Regions from separate parts of the Mus musculus genome. Here regions 2, 3, 4, 5, 6 and 7 are each linked to region 1. A link is a contact called in public Hi-C, HiCAR-type, HiChIP or PLAC-seq and promoter capture Hi-C data. All regions are on one chromosome and are shown on one strand. The core of a region is the stretch at or near the end of the contact, and the rest is flanking DNA. Distances in the headings are between cores, read along the strand shown.

Region 1 (3,249 bases), core at 475-2,974:
TAGCAAGTTTATCTTTAAACAAAATTTATCTTCAAGTAAAATCAACAGAAACAAGTCACTCTCGACAACTGTTTGTAAAATACCGTATTCTAGCCAATTGTTTGTAAGATATGGTATTGTTTATGCGATACAGTGCCCAAATGGTAAATGTAGTAAGTTTTACATACAGAGAAAAGAGAATAAATTAGGTAATTTGACAATGTAATAAGTTGAATGATACAAGGACTACCAAAAGCCAAGTACTAAAGACTGGTAAACACGAAAGATGGGACGAAAATGGGAGCGAGCCAGATCACTTAAACCCACTAAAAACAAGCTAGCACGCAAGCAAGCAAGCAAACAAACAAACAAACAAACAAACCCACGAAGGATATCAACTGAGGTGTGTATGTGCACTGAAAGACTAACCCAAACTGCCAGCAGTGCAAGGGAGCAAAGGGCCAAGTGAAACCTGATGGAATCTTGACAGCTTTGGGGTTCAGGGAGTGAATAGCTTGCAAAGTGTCCAAAAGGATTTGTGAAGATAACAACGGATTACAAGGTGACGGTGCAGTGGAATGAAGTAGAGGCACTCAAGGGGACTAGGGCAAGAGAAGAGCAAAAATGCTCTTCCGTGGAAACTAAGGTTAGAAGCAAGTAGGTACAGTTGAGAAATGAGCGGGGTGGTGGATGAGGATAGAGGTTTACGGGTCAGCAAGGGAGCACTGACAAACAGTATTATTCGGGGATCAGAGACCAGGATGGGAAAAGCTTCGGAACAGTAAAATTTGGGGCTGAAAAAGTAAAGACTACACCAAAAAAAAAAATCATCCCCTGGGCAAAAACCGGTCAAAAGAAAAATCCCCCAAACAAGTAGCAAAGTGGGAAGGGGACAAGGGCCTGCAAAGGGAAGATAGTGAGGAGAGTGGAAAGATGCGCTCCGTCATCCCCAGGATCAGGGAGTAATCGCACACGGCGGTTCCTAGGGCTAGGGGACCAAGGGGTACTGCCCTGGCCACTAAGCTCCATCCTCGACGCCGTCCCTGCCGGCTAGCAAAAAGGAAAACATCTCAGGGATGCAGGGCTGGAAGCCTCAGCCAGGCGTGACCTTCTCCAACCCAGAGTTTCGCCCCCTCTGAAAAGGCTCCAGCTCTGCCCCCACTGCCCCAATCCCATCTGGGTGGGGGCCGGGGAACCCCCCTGGGCCATCGTGTGTGTTTACGTAGCGAGGAGCTACAAGACAGAGGGGGACACTCGGCCGATAACCACCTCCCCGCCGGCTACCAAGCACTGCCGGGGCTCCTTCTGCTGCCTCGGTCCCTCGCATAAACACTGGCCCGCCGAGCCCCTGACGCGCGAGCACTGGGGGGGGATGGCGCCGCCACTCACCTCTTCAGGAATGGCCGGGTCCGCAGCCGAAGAGGCCGCGGCGCCAGCGCCGGCCTCCGGCTCCATGTCGCCATTGAACAGAGCCTGGCCCTGCTCGGCGCCGCCGCCGCCGTCGCCACCGCCACCGCCGCCGCCACCGCCGCCGCCGCCACCGCTGCTGCTGCCACCGCCGCCACTCAGCGCCGCCATCTTCGAAGCGCGAGCCGGGCCGAGCGGCCGCCGCGGGGCGGGGAGGGGGAAGGGAGGCGCAGGGCGGGCGGAGGCGGGCGCGGAGGCGCGGGGGGCGTGGGCGGAGCGGCCGGGGCGGAGGCCACCTCTGGAACCCGCCGGCGGCCCCGGCGCAGCCGAGCCTGAGGGGATTTGGGGGGGGGAGGGGGCGGAGACGACGAGGAGTCGCCGCGGCAACGGCGTCACCCGCATGTCACGGTCGTGACGTCACCTGGGTGCGTGACGTCATCCGAGGAGCACCCTCGCGCCGCTGTCGCCAGGGGAGTGTTCCTTCTCCTCCAACCACCCTCGCGCTCACACGTTTCTACCCGCACAGTTTCCATGGCTCCGGCTTCCTATTTTTTCTCAGCCTGTTCTGTCATGTGGGATTTACTAGAAGAGCAGGGGGTGGTGTTTTAAAGAAGTTAAAATCCTAGAGGGAAGAAGGCCGGAAAGTCTGTAGTACTTATTACTGCCGTTACAAAGAAGCTCTGGGTGTCATAAAAATAAGACCTTAAACGCCAAGGTTGAAACATCAGCCAAGCCAAATTTCATAGAACTGTCTTGGAGCAGCTAAATTCTCAGTATGGTGTTTGTATCCTGTCCCTAAAGGACTTGATCTGTTGAAGTATAAATGAAAATCTAAAGCTGGTCTTCAGGGTATTTATTGCCTAGTTTCAGTCATTTACTATCAATTGGCTCCTTCCATGCACTAGGACCTGAGGAGAACACATGACCATTTTAGACATCTTATGCATCATAGCTAATTTTTATTCCAAAGAAAATAATTTAAAATATTTTGTAGATCCTGACTGATCCAAGGCATTCTCTTCAAACTGTATATGAAAAAAAGAATTGGGAGAAGAGAATTAAATCATCTCAGAGAAGCCCAAGTTGCAGAAATTAAACCCAATTTCTTTATGTAAATTACATGGTTAAAGTACGTTTAACCAAAGAAGGAAATAATGGAGAGAGGAAGTGTGTTAAGAAAAAGAGAAAACAGGAGTGAAAAACAGAAGCTACCAACACTATTCAGGAATTTCCAGTTTAACTCTTGAGTTGAGTTGTCTGTGTGTCTGTGTGTGCACTTCTATTAATGGAAAGGGGGATGGTCGCCACCAACCTCTTTATTGCATTTAGGATGAGTTGAAAGGTAGAAAGCTTCTGACAATAGGATGTCTGCCTATTTGGTCTGATCAGCACAGGCCCGGCAACTGATGCTTTGCTTCAAGGTAAGCAGTGCACGTGTGGCTGCTTGGTGAATCAAAGCATTACGTTCTTGTGTATTGAAAAAAAATGCCACCAATCAAATAGCTATTCTGTGTTTGCCAATGACATTGTACATTCTCTTCCAAGCAGGGACATTCCCCTGAGAGCTACATTTAAGTCAGAAGATGATCTGACAGATTCGAGTGAAGGAGATGATCACAGATAGAGACTATATTATCAAGCTATGCTAGTTTAAGGCAGTTTTTAAAAACCATAAATACATAATGTCTAAGCATACTAAAATAGGGCCAACAACCAGGCAAGGGACACTTCCTCCTTGATTTTGTCTGAAACACAACTGTTGGGGTTTTGGGGTATTGTTGTTGTTTGTTGTTGTTGTTTAGTCCCTAACTGTCCAGGTTTACTTTAGGAAATTATTCCCTAAGAATGTATCATTATAACATT
Region 2 (3,249 bases), core at 328-2,827, 850 kb before region 1:
TTTTTTTTTTTAAATCAGCCTCTCCTAACAGAGATAAAACTATTAATGAGATCCCTGTTTCACTCGGCCCAACAGTTCCCTGGGTTTATAGGATTACAATCTCCCCTAGCCCCTCCTCTTGGTTCCTGGCAAACCCGTTTCCCTCTCATTTGCGATTTCATACACAGAATATCTGAACAAAACCGAAAGAAAGCCAGATGGACCCACGCTAAAAGTATGTAAAGGGCTGCTATTTCAATGATTTCACGAGAGAAACATTTTCACGACGAAATAACTGAAAAAATCTGGCACACTTTGGTTGAAAAATACCCGGTACTACAAGCACACAAAACCCCATAGAAGAGTAAAAACTTAGTTGATTCCGGCTTGATTTTCTCGCTGCAAGCTGACGGAACTGACTGAAGAGAACCGAAAGAGTGCGCGAGGCAGCTGTATCGCCTTACCTTTTCTTTCTTCTAAAGACAGTCAAATGGGAAAAAAATCAGCCAACGCCAGGTGAAGGTGCACAGCACCGATCTACCCAGGCCGAGCCAGAAAACCTTCTTTCGCACCCCCTTCCCCGCCCCCCCCAAAAAGCCAAACTACATTCTCCCTTCCACACGCCAACTGCGGGGAGATTTTGAGCCTATTTCATTGTTCTGCCTGGGTCTGAAATGGACTTTTCATCTCAACCCTCTCTCATCGCTTGGCCCCTTTCAATCGGATTCCACAGCCACCACCACCACCACCACCCCCCAAAAATCGGAGGCTCGGGAAGAATAAAGGAGTGTGGGGTGGGAGTGGAGATGTTTGGAAAAGGGAGCAGAGAGGACGGACAAGTAGAAAGGAGATCGTTTAAAGGTAATGGGGGAGGACCGCATCACCTTCATTTATCACAAATAAACAGAAAGCAGTCACGGATCCGTCTTTTCCCACACGCCGCCCCCATTTCTTTTCTTTGGGCAGCAGCCCACCGGCACACACCCCCCAGCCGCCTTCTCTGCCCTGGAAATAAGATCCTGCTCCAGGCCGGCTCCGGTCCCGTCTGGACCCAGGATGGGGGCACCGGGGAAGGTCGCGAGCCCCCAGGACCAGGGCCCGGGGCTGCGGCCGGGGGCTGCCGGGCGAGGGGCCGCGGGCAGAACAAAGCTACGGGGGCCGCGGCTGGCCGAGCGAGCGGGGGGATCGCGGGCCGGGTGCCCCTTACCTTCGTACACGGGGGCCATCGGGGCCGGGGTGTCCGCGGTTCATGGCAACGGAGAAGGGAACGCGGCGCGCGAGCTCGGCCCCCTCAGCCTCAGTGGGAATCTGCCATCTTGAGCCTGTGTCTCCGCTCTCGGCGCAGCCCAGGCCGCCAGCGCCCGCATCACCGCCTCACTTGGCCGGCGCCGGGGGAGGGGGCCGGGCGGGCGCGTCGCCGCCGCCGCCGCCGCCGCCGTAGCCGCGGCCCGGGCCCTGCGCGGGGGGCTCGGCCGGCCCGGGGCGGCTAAGGCGCCGAGGCCAAGGGCCGGGCGGGTCCGCGAGGGCGGGAGCCGGGGCGGGCTGCGGCGGCCAGGGCCCGGGCCGGAGCTCAGCTCCGCATGGCTGTGAGGCGGGGGCGCCGGCAAAAGTTGCCCGTGAGGAGCAGGGGGAGGGGGCGGGGGCGGGGCGGCGCGGCCGGGCGCGAGCGGGCGGGCGGGCAAGCGCGAGCGAACGAGCCGGGAAGAGCCCCAGGGAGTCCGCGCGCAATCGAGCGCCGATGGCACGGATGCGAGGCGGGGAGGGCCGAGCCGAAGGGCAGAGCGGGGCGTCGGCGGGGGCCGAGCGCGGCCCGAGGGGAGCCGAGCGGCCGTGCGAGCGGGGCTGGGCGAGAGCGCGGTGCGCTGGCCCGCAGCCGCCGACCGGAGCTCCGCGGTGGAGGCGGCCACAACTTTGTGTGTGCGTGCTTGGGAGTGCGCGCGTGGGTGTGCGCGCGCCGGCCGACCGGGCCGGGGAGCGCGAGCGGCTGCTGCCGACAGCAGTCCCGCTGCCGGGCAAAGTGTCTTCACCCCAGCGCGTGCGGGCTCCGTTCTAGCCGACACGCGGGGGAAATGACTGGAGGGAGTGGGCGCGTAGTCCTCCCGGGAGAATGTCGGGGGAGCTCCCTGAACTGCTCGGGGAAAACGCAACGTCAGGATGGACGCCTGATCCCGATGTTTGGAGAGCCCTCTCCTCCATCATCCGGGTGGGAGGGTCCCACCTAGTGGCTCCAGGGTTTTGCTTTTTTTCTGCTCACTCGGGCCGGAGCGAAACGTTCTCTAAACTCTCCTAGCCTGGATCTCTGCCCTGATTTGCCTCTCCAGCTCGCTTCTGGACGTCTGCACGGGACGCCCTGCCTTTTGCCTCCAACTTACGAAAACTTGTTGAGTCCTGATATATGAATAGTTCATAAAAGAAATTAAGTGGGTGACAACAAAGCTTCTGAAAAGCCAACAAAATATTAGTATCCAGCAAAAAATATTTTGTCTCATAAACCCTTTATTTTCAGGTATGAATACTGGACACCTGATGTAAATTGTATTTCCTACCTGTAAATCATAGGTCCAAAACAGTTTAGAAGCTACCTTGAGGGTGGGGATGTAATATGATGACCTCTAACTCTGGAGAACTTTCTTTAAAACAAGCCCATTGTTTTCTTTTCTTTTTAAGACCATTGTTTTCTCACTATCTTTCCAGCTTCTGTATCCCGTGCCCATCCACCACCCAAAAATAAAAAAACAACCTAGCTCCTGCACACACGTGGCTGGTTTTGTTACTGGAAAATAAGTTTCACTTCATCTTGGGATGGTCCTTGACGGCGATCTTCTTTGCCTCAATATTTCATATTACATTACACTAGTGCTTTCCTTACTCTAATGTTCTTCACGTTGTAGACTCCTAGGCGACCATTGGTAAGGGGAACCTCAGAGATCATCTAGGCCTGCCTTGCCGTTTTGCAGTCCAAGAAGCCCACAACAGTAAAGGATATTATCCAATGATACAAAGTATTGGACCTTAACTTTAGATCTTTAGGCCCCTACGATCTTCCTTCACACTCTTCACTTGTCCCTTTCTATCCCCTTGTAATCCTTAACTGGTTTCCCTAGATTTGTTCATGGCCGGTTGCTCCTAAATACTGCTGCTCTCTCAAATGGAGTGGTTCTGGCCACTCCATGCTCCTACTTCTATCTTCTAAAGACTCACCTTCATCTAGTGCTAAGTCTCTTAGTTCCTTGGCTTTTAGTCAAGACAGACAGGTTCCAACTTACCTCT
Region 3 (3,249 bases), core at 431-2,930, 750 kb after region 1:
TCCACAGTTCAAGTCTGGGACCACTGAAACAAAGCTTGCGAGGTGGGCGGGCGGGATTTCTCTCTGGAGGAAAAGGAGCAACTTTGTTTTTCCTTTGTCTTGCCTCCAAAGCTCATAAAGAGGAAACCATTGAACTAATGTAGCAGGTGGGATGTCTTCTTATTACTAGGGTGTGTGTGTGTGTCCCTGTCCAATTCAGTGCCTCGTTATTTCAGGAAATCAACTTTGTAAAGGTAAAAGTACAGGGAAGTAAACATCTATAAAGGCGTCACTAGTGAGCCAGACAATAATTCAGACCCCCCCCCCTCCTAAAATCAGAAAGAATGGACCTTAGGAGGCAGTGTGTCTGTTTGAATGGTTTGGAGTTCCCTTCTGTCTAACACTGGAGCCCCACTGAATCTTGTTGCCTTGGGTTCCTTAATTTGTAGGATTCATAAGTGCGTTACTTCACTAGGGCCAGGATTAGGGTAAACAACATAGGATTTAGAGGAGCAAAAGAAAGTCAGCAATCAAAAGAAAAGATGTCTCAATGCAGTATTTTGGAAATGTTAAAACTAAGAAATTTTACTATGAACATGATATTACCAAATACAAGATCAACAAGCTTAAGTTACTTGAGATTGTTTAAGACTGTCACTGAGTGCTGGATGTGATGGCACATGCCTTTAATCACAGCACTAGGGAGGTAGATGCAGCAAGGGGAATCTCTGGGAGTTAGAGACAAGCCTGGTCTGGTCTACATGAGATCCAAGTTTCAGGCCAGCCAGGGATACACAGCGAGACAGTGTCTTTTTTCTTTTCTCTTTCTCTCTCTCTCTCTCTCTCTCTCTCTCTCTCTCTCTCTCTCTCTTTCTTTCTTTTAAGCTTTTCCATCTAGAATAACTGCCAAAGATGTAGAATTGAAACACAAAATGAAAAAAAAAAATCTAAAAAATACTGATCAGTTTCTTTCTATAAAAGTAAAATCTTAATTACACTTTGCTTTAAAATAAAGCAACGTTTTGACTTTTAACACTTCTTCAAAATGTTTTGGAATTTCATAAACTTTTAATGTTTTAGGGAAAACATATATACAAATACATAATATAAGGGCGCATTTCTCTTGTGCCTTAGGCACAGTTTGGGACCGGTACTTAATAAAGATGTTAAAAATTTTGCTCCTCACGTGTTTCTTGAATTTTTTGACTTAACATGTTAACATATCTAGATCACCGAGGTTTTGACAGCAATTAATTCTTCAGTCTTACTGCATTAGGAGACTTGTGTCGGTTTTAGTTCCTCCAGGGGCTCAAATATGTTTTATTTCACCTACCTCACTCCCTTTCCCAGGCTGGGAACATCAAATAATTTCAATTTAGGGCTGGGAATAGAGTTCTGGCCAGAGTTTGGTTAGCCAGTGCGGGGCCACTACCGGAGCGAGGGTGGAGATCAGGAAAAACAAAACAAAACAAAAAACCCCAACAACCAAACTAAACCAAACCAAACAACAAAAAAACAAAACCAAAATCGTAAAACTACCCACAGGTGGCATCGTTGATCCGCCCACTTCCGCCTGGACAGAAGTTCCTGGCACTTCTAAATTGAGGGGTCGTGTTTCCGGCGACATCAGCCGGCGGCATTTCAACGACGCACTTCAGAGATTTCCTGTCTTTCCTTGCATCTCGCGAGCTTTGCGGGCTCCGTGCGCCGGAAGCGAGCCGCTGGCGGTCGGGCTCTGCGTGTCCGGTGAGGGAGGGGAGAAGGCTGGCACGAAGTTGTGTTTCCCGAGTGCACGGGCGCGTGCGGGGCTCGGGAGGAGTTGTGCGGCTCCTCGCTGGAGTCCGAGTGTCCCCCGCCGTTCCCTGTGCTGCTCGCGAGCGCCACTTTGGGGGAAGAGCAGCCTCTTGCCCCCGCGGCGAGGCTGGGGAGCCGGGCTTACTCAGCGCTAACGGGGACGAAGGCACTGATTTGCGTCCTTTCGGAGTAGCGTTTACTGTGCCCGCACTGTTTGTAGAGACAGTTTTAGGGGTCTAGAATAACAGAACAAGTTGGAAAAAAAAATGTCCGAGACAACTTCTATTGTAAAGAAATCTAGCAGACAATGGATTGCAAGTGAGAACAGGTTTTTCCCCTCTTTTCTGCTGGTTGAGACCCAGAACCACAGAGTTTCTTTTGTCTCGCTCAGTTTTTGTTTTCAAAAAGAAAGGAACTCCCCACACGTGCAAAAAATGCGGTTGCAAATTGGGTGCACGAGAAGCTGGACGCGCTTAGGATTTAGGACTAGAGAGCATGTGTGTTCTTGATGGATACTGTAGTTTCTTGATTTATCATTTTTCTCTTTTCTTTCTTTCCTTTAGGAAAAGCCTAAAGATTAGGTTGTAAGAAAAACAGAAGCCATGTTTCGAAGACCTGTGTTACAGGTAGTCACTTTTCTACATTAGTGAGTGCTCCAACCGTGTTTCCATAGTCTATAGCCATGTTTTGTTTTGTTGCTTTTCGATTTTGCATACATAAGCACGAGATTCTTACGCCTATCCAGCGTGTTCTATGTGTTTATTTGATGTGGGAGATTCAGAAGGGATTTTGTGTGTGTGTGTGTTTATGTGTGTGTGAAGCTCATAATGTTTACTGAATCAAAAATGATTTTTAAAGTGTATTCGCATATGTAGTACACCTCATGAATTTAATTTAGTAAATATTTGTTACCAGTGCTTAGATCAGAGTATTCATTTAATTATGTAAGTTATTATTATCATTTTTGTTTTGCTGTTTTTGAGACAGCCACTCATAGTTAAGACTATCTTGAGACTCACTGTTAGGCTGAGATGACCAAGAACCTTCCTCCTCCTGCTTCTACTTTGTCACCGATGGTATTTCAGGCCTGCCCCATCGCACCTGATTTCTTCTAACCTTGTCCCATATGGCTCTGGTCTTTTATGACCTTCTGGCCCCTCTCCTCCCCACTCCCATCTTGCTATCCAGAGAGCAGAGCTCACTTCTTGCCACAAATTCATGACCATTCTGCAATCTAGTCGGGTGTCCTCTACTCTAGCCAGCCTTAAGCAGGCCTTAATTACCATTTTTCCTCAGTGTGGCACGTGGGTACCAAGTCTTGTAAATTCTCCTAATGTAAAATCTATTACTTTTCTTCTCCTCTTAAGACTAATGAGTCAAATTCGTTATAAAAGTCTGTTGTCTTCCCCATCCTACTCTTAAGTTGGTCTATCCTTAGCTCCTTACTGTAATCCACACATACTCTGAGCCTTTTAA
Region 4 (3,249 bases), core at 558-3,057, 670 kb after region 1:
ATGTTAATCAACCCTCCAGGGATACCTGTTAAACAGTGAAAACTGCTTCCCCTGATAAGTGTGTTCCTTCCTTTCTGACCTCCTGGGCTTCTTTTGATCAGTCACCTTCTCACCTGGTCTCTCTTTAAAATATTAGTCATTGGGGCTGCAGAGATGGCTGCATAGCATACGAGCATTCTTACTCTTCCAGAGGACCCAGGTCTTCACCCAGAAGCTCACAGCCATCTAACTCTGACCTCCATGGATACCTGTGCTGCATGGACATACATGCAGGCAAAACATACTTCGCATAAAGTAAATAGAAATAAATCCTTTTTAAAAATTGTACTACCACCAGTGCAATCTCAGACTCCTTGTCTGTTTATGACACTTTGTAATATAGTCTGATGTACTTCTAGTATACCCGGTTTCTGTACATTCAGTAATATACTGCTTCATTTTTCTGTGCATTCCCTTCAGTGAAATGTAAGTTCTTTGTGGGCAAAATTCCTTCTGTGTTAACCCAAATATTCTGAGGGCTGATGAAATGTGGCTGACTCTTAGTAGGTAGTTGGATGAAATGTGAAATGTAGATTCTGAGCGGTCATTATGTCAGAACAATGTGTTTTGTAATTCCTAGTTGAGAGATACAGCTGTGCTTTAGTGGTACCTTTGAAACTCAGGCAGTGGCTCACAGAGGCTTGTGTATGCTCTCCTGGGCCTACAAGTTGTGAACTTCCCCAAGAAGGCCATACAGAAGTGTTGGGATTGCTTAACTGAAGGCTAGGCTGGTGCTGCTTGCTAATGACTAGCAGGAAACTGAGGAGGGGGACAGGATTCATGACTCTTTTCATAGCACTTTCTTCTGCATCAGGCTTTCAGAGCTTTGTATGGATAGAACCATCAAGTTTTGCAACCGTTATTGGGAAATAAGTAGGTTGCTATTGTCTGCTCCAGTTGCATTTAGAACATTTTAGAGAACCCAGACACCTGTGGGCGACAGCTTCATTAGCCCAATTTCCAAGTCTTAACATTCCCATTCTTAATCTTTCTAGAGCAAAGAGGATTTTATGAACATTTGCATTGAACCTGACACTGTCAGCAAAGGAGATTTCATAATCATAGGGTAAGTGCCTGGTCTGTAGGAAATGGGGCTTCATCAAGGAACTGGTGTCCTCAAACCTTTCTATCCAGAGTGTGCTGTCTGTCTAAGATGGAGACCTGCCAACGGCCTTGTCTGTCTGGGAATTCTGGCCTTCTTTTTTAGAATGGAGCTGGCATGTGTACTTTTGCCCTCTCTGCTCATTTTGGGAAGAACAGAACGTTAACAGTCTGCCTTTCCATTGAAATGAAAGAATTCGGTGTTTCAGGCCGTGCTAAGGACTATCTATAGTCTCAGGGAGCTTGATTGCCTCCTCACTGGCTCTGGAACTCTAAGGCAGTTGACTTGTCTGAGTCCTTTCTCATCTGTAAAATGGAAGGTTATCATCATGTCTACTACCTGAGGACTACTTGTCAGTCTCAAGGAGGCTTTTGACATTGAGTAGCACTTCCCGGCGACTTTTACTGCGCATGCTATTCACCTTGTTTTCCCATTCCCAGAACATCAAGGACAAACTTGAAAGGACACTGAATATCTACTTGGACATTTCCTAGGCTTCCCCTTTTCTAATACAGTAGACTCTTCCAAGTCCTGCCTGATTTGTTAACTCCTGCCTTGGCTGGAATTTCATTGGCTGAGTATTCTGTAAACTCTCCAGACATCCTCAAAGTATCTAAGGAGCTGTATGTTCGTTCCCATGCCAACCCGTAATCTGCTCAGCCTCCTTTGCTTTGTCCTGGTGCTCCCTCTTGTGCCCAATTTAGGGATTGGACATTGCTCCTGCAGCAACTGTGTCTCCATGGCTGCATCATTATCTATTCCAGCATTGGCTGCAGCACACTTTTCATTAGTCTGTGTTGTTCTCGCCTTTGATACAAATTCTTCAGATACTGAATGGTCCCTTCTGCAGCCTTTGATTACTCTCGCTGTATGGGAAAAGGAAGAAGGAAAAAAAGCCTGTCCCTTCCACAGTGTGCATAAATCGCACAGTATCTTAAGTGCGTCTAGCTAATGGGAGCAGCCATATTCAAATCTCCTTTATAAAACTGACACCCAAACCAAAAAAACCCACTGTATCAATTAATTAAATGGTATTATGTTCAGCATTCTTTAAGCAAGTTTCCCTTTGGTCCTTAAGAGAAGTAAATTTGTGCAATGCATGCATCCACTAAATATCTCAATGAAACCTGATGAAGCTGGTTCTGAAACTCTGATGACAAATTCATACATGAAAAAATTGCTACTTCAAAATAACAAAAGATTTTTTTTTGAGACAAAGTCTCTTATAGCCCATGCTTGCCTTTAACTCCCCAAGTAGCTCAGGCTGGATTTAAACTTCTCCCTCTATCCTTTTCTCTCTTTTTGTATTTACCATAATTAACTAAATGGAGTACATGTGTGTTGAGGTCTCGCATGTTTGTGTCTGATTGCTTTACTCCAAGGCTACTTAGCAAAGGTAAGTGTGCTAAGGAGGCTGTTATCTATGGAGAGTGATGAGAAAATAGCTAAGACTATTTATAAGGGTAAAAGCATTATCTACCCTAAAGCAGAATAAATTGCCCTTCATAAAGGATCACAAGGACCAAGGAACAGAACTTTGATGCTTTCCTCAAATGACTGAATTACATCTTAATTTTTACATTTGAGATGCACAACTAGATAGATAGATGTAGAACCATTTTAAAATTAAGAAAATTGAGAGAAACTTCATGGCAGCTTTATGCAGTTCTCACTCCACAGCAAGTCAGTCAGTCTCGTAGAATGTACCCCAACACTGGTTAGAATCCCAGGGAGACTTGTTCACTGAGCCCTGGTCTCCGCACTCTGCCTTTCTTGCCCTCATCGGTGGGCTTTTCTGAGGTCTATTGCAGTTGCCATCAAAGATTCCAACCTTGCTTTTTCTTATACTAATAGAAGTAAGAAGGTGAGAGACCCTGGCCTGCGTGCAGCTGGCACCGAGTGCCTCCAAGCCAGCCACTGTACTCTGGTTCTTCCTGAGGTAAGATGGACCACAAGCTGTTTTGAGTTGATTTGTCTTTTTCTCCATTTTCTTCCTCTTTCCATATTAACGCCTACCATTTAGGTCCCTTCTGTTTAACAACTCGTTATCAGGTCTGAGTTAAAGGAGACCAGAAAAGAAAGGCAAACGCTTCCATGCTACTGATTTG
Region 5 (3,249 bases), core at 507-3,006, 620 kb after region 1:
AGAATGCATTTGTGTTTTTACAAATATCCTGATTCAGAGAATAAGACAGTTTATGTGATTTAGATATTAGAGTTAACTGTGATCATATTGAGATTTTCTTTGTATGGGCTAAATCAGTGCATATTCTGGCTTTTCTATAGGCTGCATATTCCATTTTGCACATTAGATTAATATTCTTTTGATTTTGAAGAATATTCTGAAAGATGAGGCAGTATTAATAATGATGAAGGGTGGGGGAGGGGAGAAGGTTACACAACTCCTCTGCCACCTGTGTGCAGAGTTAGTTACACAGCAGGTGGGGCCTGACCCTGACTGTCAGAGCTACATATAGACCAGCCCTCATAACAGATCAGTGCCTTTCAACTTTATTAATGTGTGCTTTTAAGGTACTGGAGCCATTATACTTTTCAGGGAACATTGTTTCTAGCTTTCAGGTCATTCACTATTTTGGGGTATTTTGTTGCTTGCCTGTGGAAAACAGGTTAACAGGTAGCAACTGTGGCAAAATCTATTGTTTTATTCTCATTCCTTCCTAATTATCAGTCTTGAAATTACTGTCCATTGCCAATTTTCAGGTCTCCAGTGTTATAATGGTGATCAAGGAATATATGTAAAGTAATCTTTTTTTCCTTTAAAATATTTTCTTTGGTTATTTTCTAGCAATACCAAGTGTGTAAGTGCAGACTGTGGCCTTGGCCTCTGCAAACAATCAGAGCCCATTTAGTCTCATGACACACTTTAGACAGCTTTTATGCTAAATACATGTTTGCATTCTGAAAGAATGTTTTCATATTTGGAAGCCAAACTTTTACCTCCTATTTACATTTGTGATATAATAGAGTATCTGATAGTGCTATAAAAAAAAGAGGGGTCTCATAAAACAGTAACAGAAGAAGCGAAATATCAAATTCAGCTTTGTCAAATGACCCAAGTAATATCCACTGGGTAGAAAAACCCAAGACGTATATTAGTTTCTTGTTGTTGACTAATAACTTAGTTTGGCACACCGTCAATATTTATTATACTATTTTGTAGGCCAAAGTGCAAGGGTTTACAAGGCCTGCCATTCCTTCAAATGCTATAAGGGGAAAGGCTACTTCCTGGCTTTTCCAGTTGGCAAGGCTGTCAACATTCCTGGGCTCATCGTTCCTTCTGTCTTTAAAGCCAGGAGGTGACCACCCTCCCAGAGTTACCTGTGTTCTGATCACAGCCATAAAAGCCTCTCTGCCTGGAAGACTTATCGGATAGTTTCGGATGCTCCCGGTCCTGAAGCTCTAAGTTAATCTGCTCTTTCCTGTTGCCATATGGAGCTCCAGCTCTTCAGGCTCTGGACACTAGGCTCTAGATGTGTCAGGAGTCTGGGTCATTTTTCTACACACCAGAATGTAGAAATAGGTAATACAAGCTTTCACTCAGAGAATGTATTTCTTGAATGTGCTCCTGGTTTGAGATCAGGTCTTTAAGAAATCTTTACTTAAGGTACTTTTTTTTTTTTTTTTAAGCCCATCCATTCTATTTGGGTCTTAATCTCTAGGAATGCTAATGCTGGGTTTCTTTTGTTTGCTTTGATAGTGATAACCTGCTAAGAAGAGCAGCCTGTCAAGAAGCTCAGGTAATGCCATTTCCTGTGATAAAATTAAATCGCCCTTATCTCCGCTGTGCAGAAGACACAGCCACTCCAGGGACTGACTTACTTGGGGTCTTGCATCAGTGCAGTGTGACTATTTTCCCTCCACCTCCAGATGGATCAGGCCATCAGCCAACTCTGAGTGGAATGGGTGGAAGTTAGCCATCTGGTGAAGAACAGTGCTGACGCCCACCCTGTTAGGCTTGTTTACTCCTGGATCCCTCCCAAGAACACATAACTGGACGGCTGAAGAGCTAAGAATTGGCGTGCGTTTGCAGTTATCCTTGAATATCTGGCTAAACCCTGAATCTGGAATAGCCCCCAGGGATCTTGGTTCAGAACAGATTTTACCTCTGAAAGTCAAGTCTTGTTAAAATTGTTTTCTTCTGCTTTTAAAGCCCATGTCACTAACATAGCTGATTCCTAGCACTGCACTGCCATCCAGTTCCACGAGATGCTGCTTAAGCATTCATTTATCTGGCTGTGGTGGTGATAGTTGAGTTGTAAATCCTTTCAGATTTAACACCCTGGCTTTCCTCTCTTCCCTATTTGTAGTTTATACCCTGCAGATGGATTTCTGTGACTCAGTACCTTTTTGTTATATGTCATTTAAGCTTATGATGTCAGAAATGCCTGAAGAGATGTATGAAAGTTAAAATGGCAAAGAAAACGAACACATTTAGTAGAAGTGGGTGTCAAACCTCATGTTTGTTTCTGAATTATTTTCATAGATGATAATGACAATAGATACTATTAATAAATCCTTCTTTGGCTCCAAATATGTTTTAAGAATTTGATTTTATTTCTGCACAGATATACCATCTAGTATAGCTTTAAGTTATTTTAAAAATTAATTTAAATAAGCTTTAAATTTTATTTTTAAGATCAGCAAGATGCTTCACTTTCAGGAAGCTGAGGCAGGAGGATTGCCATGTGTTTACCTCCTGGGTTACATAATGAGTTTCAGGCCAGCCTGAGATAGGCTATGAGTCCCTCAAAAAATAAGCTGTTGGATTATTTTTGAGTCTCAGTATGATACTCTAGAACATATATGTAATTCTTAATGATCAAATCAAGGTAATTATCAAATAAACCTTAATATTGAGTTCCAGGGAGTTCTGCTGATACACTCTCCTCTTACTTAAGGTGAATCCTCTGCTTATGTTCTTTCTGAATTTCAGCCCCACTTACTTTCCCAGGAACAAGGTCTTGTTAGGAACTTTTCCACATACTGACCCCTTACTGTTCTAATCCTCCAGTCCTCTGCACATGTTTAGCATCTTCCATGTGACTAAAGGTGCATTGATCCTCTCAGCTTTCTCTACTTTTCCTATGGTCTTTTTATAATCTAAATTATTGAGTGATTTAAAAAAATCATGTAAACTCAACTCTAGTTTTTACAAACTTCTTAATCCATTATGGACCTGACACCTGACTTTACAAGTCTGGCTAGGAATTCTTGGGACTAGGAAATGAGGATAAGGAGGGGCAGTCTAGTGCTGTAGATCTGGAATCTGGCTACAGAGTACTGGGGTACTGGGAAGAGATACCACCATGACCATAACTCTTATAAAGGAAAACATTTACTTGGGGCTGGCTTATAGGTTCAGTGGTTTCGACCA
Region 6 (3,249 bases), core at 282-2,781, 610 kb before region 1:
ACCTTCAGCCCCCAGAACTTGATACTTAGAACTGTCTCAAAAGTGTTGAGGGTGCAGCTGTACCCAGTCTGGATCCCTGATTGACTACACAGGTCAAGGTTACTAACCCAACGTGACTATTAACCTGACATCATAAAAAGTGATGTCTACTGTTACAGCAAAAGGAAGCAGGGAGGGAAGAAACTAATCCTTCTAGATAACTGGACTAGATTCGAAGCATGAAGTCTCCAACATCCTCTCCTAACCCAGCATCCCCGAATCATTACCCAAGACATCTTCCTAAAACACAAACCTCACAGCTGACATTCAACAGGCCTTATCACCTTTAAGGTGAGGCCCAAATTCTTCAGTATAAACAGATTTCACTAATCACCTTGCAGGTGCAAGCAGAGAGCAGCCCAGACTAATAAGGACATAAAGTGTGTTGTGGAAGAGTTAGAGAAAGCTCAAAAAAGCGAAAAATCTTTCAGCTCCTGCCCGAGGCGCTAAAAAAGCAAACCAGGAAGGGCATTCCAGACAGGGCTCTGCCACCTAAATGAAACAAAGTGGGGGGTGGGGGGTGGGGGTGTAGAAAGGCACCCAGGAAGGTCTGTGGCTAGAGGAGAGCGGAACTCTCTATGGATCTTGAAATTCTGAATTTCGGCTTGTAAACAGACAAACAGAAGTTGAGTGGCACTTCCAAAGCCTCCTTACAGCTGGGACAGCAAGCCTTGCTGCCTGCTCCTCAAAGCAGCCCTGAGGACCAGCTTCCCTCCTGGGGGCCATACTGCCATGCTCAGGTGTCCCTCTTGGCACCACATTCTATCTGTGCTAGTCCACCATACACTGCCAGTCACTAAGTAGGTGATCAATAAACGTTCTTGAGAGTGAAGGACAGGCGAGGCTGAGGAACTGTCACCTAGCGGTCTGCCCCAATCACGGGACGAGGGTGGAGGTCCGAGAGTGGAGGGCCAGGAGCATCCGCCCAAGCCCACCGTTGGCGTCCTTACCCGGTCTTCAGGAACTTGCAGTTGCCGTAGATGAGAAACTTGCAGAGATGCAGCTGCGCGCAGAGCCCGGTGCAGCCCGGCTTGGGGCCCTGATGCGCGCGGCACAGACGCAGCGACGACACGGCCAGCACCAAGCGCTCCGAGGCTGCCGCCGCGGCCTCCCGGCCCGCGCCCACGGCCACGACCGCCCGCGAGGCCACCACGAAGCGCCCGCAGTCCCGCAGCAGCCGCTCCAGCGCGTCGGTCCCCAGGCTGGTTCGCAAGCGGCGCCGCAGCTCCGCCAACTCCAAGGCGCCCCCCGCCGCGCACAGCAGCTGGGTCACCTCTGCCACTGCCACCGCGGCCTGGGCCATGGCCGTCGGACTGAGGCTTAGCACGGACGGCGGCGCCTTTCACGGGCCGGGCCCCACTGTTTCGCTGGAAGGAAACGAAACCGAAAGCGGGCTCCGGCCGGGAAAACAGGAGCCGTGGGGCCTTGCCACGCCCTCGGGCCGCAGCTGAGGAGCCGGCGCCCTTGTCTTAGGGCCGCCAGCTGGGGACCGCGCGGCTCGACGGCGGCCCGCGCTCGCTTGCGCGCGCACTGGGCGACCCGGCGTGCCTCGAGGCGTCGCGCGGCCGGAGATGCGGGGCGCGGGTCCTCACGGGGCCGGACTCCCGCGTCTGAGGGAGTCGTGGCCGCTCCCTTCGAGGCAGCAGCGTCCTGTGAGGCGAGTGGCGCGTTCAGCTAGGCCCGAGGGACGCCGCGGGGGGTTCAGTCAGCAACCTCGATCTCGGAAAAGCCGAGCGAAGTTTCCAGACGGCGCCGGCCGGTTGCGGCCGGTTGGTGCGTCGGCCGGCGCGCTCAGGGGGGCTCAGAAGTCGCCCGAGCCAAAGCGGGCTTTAGCAGGCGGGCCTCGGAAGCGGGGACGACGGACCCGGTCCCACCGCACCCCGGAACAAACGGAAACAGTCGCTCCGAATTGCCAGACACTCCGCTTTTGTAGCGGATCCCGCATTTCCAGAAGGAAAGCGTAGGTACGTCCTTTAAAGGGGGCCGATCCTCCCTCCCTCGCCCCTTCTGAGTAAAGGTGATGCACCTAGTTCGATTCCTCACCGGAAAGAACTCTCCTGTGTGTTACCCTGGGAGTTAAACGTTCTCGGGGTAAGTAAACGGGGGTGTGTGGGGGTATACCTATTAAAATACGACTTTTGGCACCCCCATTCCTTCCTCCAGGAGTCTCCCGGGAATAAAAGCGTTAGTAAGTCATGTTCACAGGAGAGGACGGAGTACTGGAAACAGTAAGACGGTGATTCAGACAACAAGAGTTTAACAAGCATGTTAATTCTCTGGGTTTGACCTAGAAGGACATTAGTATGTTGTGAGAAAAGATTGTAATCAAGTAGTATTCCATGGGGCTGATCGGAGGTTAAGCGGCCGCACTGCTCTGGAAGAGGACCTCGGCCGGGTTCCCAGCACCCACATAGCAGCTCACAACTGCCTGTAACCCTGGTTCCAGGAGGGATCTGACACCCTCTTCTGGACGCTTCAGACACCAGGCACGACAGGTGTGAAGGCGCCTTTAATCCCGGCACTTGGGAGGCAGAGGCAGGCAATCTCTGAGTTCTAGTCCAGTCTGGATTTGAAAGTGTACACAGTAGGATGTTTTTGAGTGAGCATGAAGCAAACCCAACACTTTGGTCACAGTGGAGTGTGGGAGGTACTAGGAAAGTGGAAAAAGGAAAGGTGAAGGCTGAAAATTGGGAGGTGAGTGCTTAGAAAATTAATTTAAAATGAATAAAATTTTATTCTAAGTATAAAATACTACAGAAAAGAGCAACTGAGGGTATAGCCCCTGGGCTCAATCCTTAGGAAGGTGTGTGCTGGGGGGGGGGGGGAGTATTACTACAAAAATGTAATAAAATGGGATTAGAGTAGACCAATTGGCAAACCCTGGAACCCAGTGAGAGATTCTGTCTCAAAATAAGGCGGGAACTGGAGAGATGGCTTAGCAGAGAAAAGTACCTGCTGTCCAAAGCCTGCCAGCCTGAGGTGGATCCCCAAAACCCAGGTAAAAGGGGATGGAGAGAGAAACACCCCACACCCCCAAAATTGTCCTCTGACCTTCACATGTGTGCTGTGGCACACACATACATATACATAAATAAACTTAAAAAAAAAAAGGCGGAAAGCTCCTGAGAAATGACATCCTACCACACACACACCACAAAAAAAAAGACAGCAGGCTGGGCCAGAAACTCAGTGGTAGACTGTATAAACATA
Region 7 (3,249 bases), core at 477-2,976, 600 kb after region 1:
GGACTTTTAAAGTTATTTAGATCTTGGGGATGAATAAGAATGTAAGGGTTGAGGCTTACTAGTGATGTGTTTGTGTGTCAAGTTGACAAGGGGTCAATTGTACTGGCTAGTTTTGTGTCAACTTGACACAGTTGGAATTATCACAGAGAAAGGAGCTTCAGTTGGGGAAATGCCTCCATGAGATTTTTCTCAACTAGTGATCAAGGGGGAAAGGCCCCTTGTGGGTGGGACCATCACTGGGCTGGTAGTCTTGGGTTCTATAAGAGAGCAGGCTGAGCAAGCCAGGGGAAGCAAACCAGTAAGGAACATCTCTCCATGGCTTCTGCATCAGCACCTGCTTTCTAACCTGTCTGAGTTCCAGTCCTGACTTCCTTTGATGATGAACAGCAATATGGAAGTGTAAGCTGAATAAACCCTTTCCTCCCCAACTGCTTCTTGGTCATGTTTGTTCGGGAATAGAAACCCTGACTAAGACAAATGGGCTCATGGCTTTATTTTATTTTCTGATTCATAAGTGTCCAACTAACCTATTCTACGGTGGAACGTGTCATTCAGGGCAACTTGAATCTGTGTTCCAAAACCATTGCCATTCATACTTGGCTCAGAATACATTTATTTCCTGTTTCCTAGGGAGACAGCAGTGAAGAAATGTCTATTTTCTCCAGATAGTGACAGGAACAGACCCCGAAGAAATGATTCCACTAAAGTCTAGATTTGTGGATCCATGAATTTGATTGGGGTAGTGAGGAATTACCTATAGGAACATGAGCAACTTAGAGGAGGCAATACCAGTGAAGAAGTTCCCTCAACACTCCTCAGCCCCTCTGGCCCAGTAACCTTTAATTGCTTGTACATCTTGTGGAAGATGGGAGTCCCTAGAGATCAAATATTAGTGGATCCAGTCTTGGGACATCTCAGGCGAGTTCCCATTTGAAGATGTTCCTACTGAAAAACTGTTCCCATTTAAGACAGCAATGTTGTGCCCTCAGGGCAGACTTCTAAGAGTCCTCTTTGCAGCAAAATCTGTTTTATTTTGTTGACATCTTCCTCGCAGTGAAAGGTGGCAAGATAAAAAGTTTTTGTAACTGCCTTGGTGTAAGGCAGCTAACAGGAAGCTTCTCTGCACCTGCCCTTCATCTTCAGCCCAGCGATCTTTATATTTTAACAAGACACATTTTTCTGTTGTCCAACACCCCTGTGGGCTCTCCTGCTGCATGGCTCCCTTTTCTCATAGCTCTTTCTGCCTCCAGCACACAGGCCTAAGGGTTCTGTGATTTTGTGCCTGATTTCCCCAGCCTCAGCCCCACTCCCACCCCACCCTGCTCTTCCGTGCATCCAGACCTGATCATCATCTTCCTGCTCTCTGGAGCTCAAACTTCCGCTCGTTAATTTAACACAGTGCCTCCTCATCTCCCGCCCTGTCGCTGGGTTTTGTTTTATTTTGTTTCATTTACCACTATGCCTTAGCCATTTAATTACTTTCTGATTTAGTTCCAAATCGTAAAACTGTTCTTATTATGTATTGTGAACTTTCCAGAAACGACTGGCTGGCGACAGATGGATAGATGAAAGATTGAATGAACAAGTAATGTGAGAGAAAGGGAAGGGAGGGCGGTGGCTGCTGCGAGCCCATCCCTAGGTCACGGGAGGGCTCGCCCCCGCCTGGCTCGCGCTGCTCCGCGTCGGAACCCGAGAGCAGAGGGAGCGGTTTCCCTGAAAAGAGAGGGAGAGTTTTGTGAGAGCACACAGGAAAGGCCGGGCGCTGAGCGGCGGGCAGCGGTGAGTTCGGGGAGCAAGCTAGGGCCGCGGGATGTGTGTTGTCAGGGTGTGGAGCGCAGCCGCTGGTGGCTGCGTTGAGCAGAGCGTCCGGGGAACCCGCCTGGCGTCCGGGGATCGGCCACGCGGTTGCTGACTGCGGTGGGGCGGGAGGAGGGGAGATTGGGCCGGGCCAGCATGGCGTGCACGCCCGTTGTCCCTGCGAGTCAGGTGTGCCGGTTCGAGTCCCAGAGCCGTCCCTAACCTGTGAACCCCTCAGCTACTTCCCACCTTGGGCTGTGGGGTACTCCGGAACAAAAAAACGGGGCCAGTAATATTTGAACCCTAAAGGGTGGGTCGGTTCATTCGTTCTATTTATTAGGTTCTGCAGATGTGGATGACTAGAATCTGTTCTAAAAAGCTCTTTAGTGAGAAAACCCCTACTTTTCTTGTCAGAAGAGGGTCAGAATTTGAGAGTTTTTGGGTTTGGGGAAAGCCTGTTTGGAAGGCAAAGATATGTTAATTTAGGCATAAAATTTGAGATTTTTAACTGACATTAGTGAGAATGAAAATTTTGGCTACTGAGAAGGGAATATACACTGAATGTATTACAGATTGTGAAGACAAATACAGATTTTATTCACAACTGCTTCACTGCAAAAATTAATGGTGTTTCCCTTTTTCTCTAGGGAAAATGTTAATTGACTTATCCAGGGTCTCACCATCTGTAAACGACAAAGCTAGGATTTCGTTAAGCACCTTGGCCAGTCCTCTTTGCACACTAGGCTGCCTGCATATTTCCCTCATCTTTTAATAATATAGAAAGCATTTAAGACAGGGTGGGCGTGGCTTTTTAAAAAGACAGTCCACTCAGAGTGTTGTCGACTGTCCGATATTCGTTCCATGCCCCTCTCTACTTGGGTGATGTTCCAGCCTTCCAGCAGGTGGAACAGTCTAGAGTCTCCTTAACTGCACACTGTTTCCCCACAAACCTACAATGTAAATCCAAAGCCTTGAAATCACTTAACAATCCGTTGCCCAAGCACAAAACCTGGCTCCGTTTCCTCGTCCTTCACCTCTTGCAATCAGTTGATCATCAAGCCCTGCCCATTTCTATTTCATAAAGACCTCCAAATCATTTGTTGACTCTTGTCTAGAATTTGTGGCAGTCACCCCTCGAATGGCTCCTTTTAGATTTACTTTCAGGTTCTGGCAGTCTGTTTTATATTCTGCACCTCAAATGTGATTGTTATTCATCTGCTAAAAAAAAAAAATCTCAAGTTTTAAACATAATATTGTTTTAAACATAATATCCAAAGACCTTAGTGCGGATTCAAAGCCTTTTCAAATCTTCCCCCTCCCCATGACCCCATCGTTCATCTTAAAACATTGATTTTTAATGTCTGGTGTGTTTGCAACCTCCATTGCAATTATGTTAGTAACTGCTAACTAAAAATCATATGACTACTCAGTTCAGGAACAAAGTAGGCTTTT

What was found. Promoter capture Hi-C pulls out the DNA fragments that hold promoters and counts their contacts. A called contact is a pair of places that touch in the nucleus more often than the background predicts. HiCAR-type assays count read pairs that join an accessible place to other places. HiChIP or PLAC-seq counts read pairs in DNA pulled down with a chosen protein or histone mark.
Region 2: a contact with region 1 is called in a promoter capture Hi-C map of pre-B cells, with 2.3 times the contacts expected there. The contact joins the promoter of Hipk2 here to the promoter of Braf in region 1. A contact is called at or near these places in 2 of 39 promoter capture datasets (neutrophils and pre-B cells), 1 of 484 Hi-C or Micro-C datasets (CD4 T cells) and 1 of 115 datasets of contacts at active chromatin or transcription factors (astrocytes).
Region 3: a Hi-C map of pre-B cells shows a contact between it and region 1, with 4 times the contacts expected there. The contact joins the promoter of Ssbp1 here to the promoter of Braf in region 1. A contact is called at or near these places in 5 of 39 promoter capture datasets (the 3T3-L1 cell line, cranial neural crest, frontonasal cranial neural crest and 2 more), 1 of 484 Hi-C or Micro-C datasets (pre-B cells), 2 of 115 datasets of contacts at active chromatin or transcription factors (bone marrow-derived macrophages and pancreatic cancer cells) and 1 of 9 other capture datasets (adipose tissue).
Region 4: a Hi-C map of cortical neurons shows a contact between it and region 1, with 1.9 times the contacts expected there. The contact joins the enhancer-like site here to the promoter of Braf in region 1. A contact is called at or near these places in 2 of 39 promoter capture datasets (cranial neural crest and hippocampal neurons), 1 of 484 Hi-C or Micro-C datasets (cortical neurons) and 3 of 115 datasets of contacts at active chromatin or transcription factors (astrocytes, embryonic forebrain and forebrain).
Region 5: a HiCAR-type map of fibro-adipogenic progenitors shows a contact between it and region 1, with 4 times the contacts expected there. The contact joins the enhancer-like site here to the promoter of Braf in region 1. A contact is called at or near these places in 2 of 39 promoter capture datasets (the 3T3-L1 cell line and embryonic stem cells) and 5 of 115 datasets of contacts at active chromatin or transcription factors (SST interneurons, astrocytes, embryonic midbrain and 2 more).
Region 6: a contact with region 1 is called in an H3K27ac HiChIP or PLAC-seq map of embryonic stem cells, with 3 times the contacts expected there. The contact joins the promoter of Parp12 here to the promoter of Braf in region 1. A contact is called at or near these places in 1 of 39 promoter capture datasets (neutrophils), 2 of 115 datasets of contacts at active chromatin or transcription factors (embryonic stem cells and memory CD8 T cells) and 1 of 9 other capture datasets (adipose tissue).
Region 7: a promoter capture Hi-C map of hippocampal neurons shows a contact between it and region 1, with 6 times the contacts expected there. The contact joins the promoter of Agk here to the promoter of Braf in region 1. A contact is called at or near these places in 4 of 39 promoter capture datasets (the 3T3-L1 cell line, hippocampal neurons and second pharyngeal arch cranial neural crest), 1 of 484 Hi-C or Micro-C datasets (CD8 T cells) and 3 of 115 datasets of contacts at active chromatin or transcription factors (astrocytes, embryonic hindbrain and forebrain).

The regions. Positions count from the first base shown.
Region 1 is chr6:39,723,739-39,726,987 of GRCm38.p6, forward strand. Braf (Braf transforming gene) reads right to left here and starts at 1,725. Exons shown (of 22, transcript NM_139294.5): 1 at 1,369-1,725. The coding sequence starts at 1,557.
Region 2 is chr6:38,874,613-38,877,861 of GRCm38.p6, forward strand. It overlaps Hipk2 (homeodomain interacting protein kinase 2), which reads right to left and starts at 1,578. Exons shown (of 15, transcript NM_010433.2): 1 at 1,187-1,578. The coding sequence starts at 1,205. It also overlaps a transcript of Tbxas1 not described here.
Region 3 is chr6:40,469,735-40,472,983 of GRCm38.p6, forward strand. Ssbp1 (single-stranded DNA binding protein 1) reads left to right here and starts at 1,681. Exons shown (of 6, transcript NM_028358.2): 1 at 1,681-1,725; 2 at 2,337-2,399. The coding sequence starts at 2,376.
Region 4 is chr6:40,391,619-40,394,867 of GRCm38.p6, forward strand. It overlaps Agk (acylglycerol kinase), which reads left to right. Exons shown (of 16, transcript NM_023538.2): 14 at 1,035-1,105; 15 at 2,996-3,080. Among named protein-coding and RNA genes, the nearest start is that of Dennd11, 43 kb to the right of the region's middle. Within about 2 kb of position 1,808, at least 21 of the 459 cell types and tissues checked have an H3K27ac peak or open chromatin away from gene starts, as enhancers often do. A contact at or near this core is called in cortical neurons, where this site is marked.
Region 5 is chr6:40,345,840-40,349,088 of GRCm38.p6, forward strand. It overlaps Agk (acylglycerol kinase), which reads left to right. Exons shown (of 16, transcript NM_023538.2): 3 at 1,573-1,612. Among named protein-coding and RNA genes, the nearest start is that of Agk, 22 kb to the left of the region's middle. Within about 2 kb of position 1,757, at least 30 of the 459 cell types and tissues checked have an H3K27ac peak or open chromatin away from gene starts, as enhancers often do. A contact at or near this core is called in fibro-adipogenic progenitors, where this site is marked.
Region 6 is chr6:39,116,818-39,120,066 of GRCm38.p6, forward strand. Parp12 (poly (ADP-ribose) polymerase family, member 12) reads right to left here and starts at 1,532. Exons shown (of 12, transcript NM_172893.3): 1 at 990-1,532. The coding sequence starts at 1,342. 4930599N23Rik (RIKEN cDNA 4930599N23 gene) reads left to right here and starts at 1,656. Exons shown (of 4, transcript NR_045813.1): 1 at 1,656-2,003.
Region 7 is chr6:40,323,752-40,327,000 of GRCm38.p6, forward strand. It overlaps Agk (acylglycerol kinase), which reads left to right and starts at 1,727. Exons shown (of 16, transcript NM_023538.2): 1 at 1,727-1,779.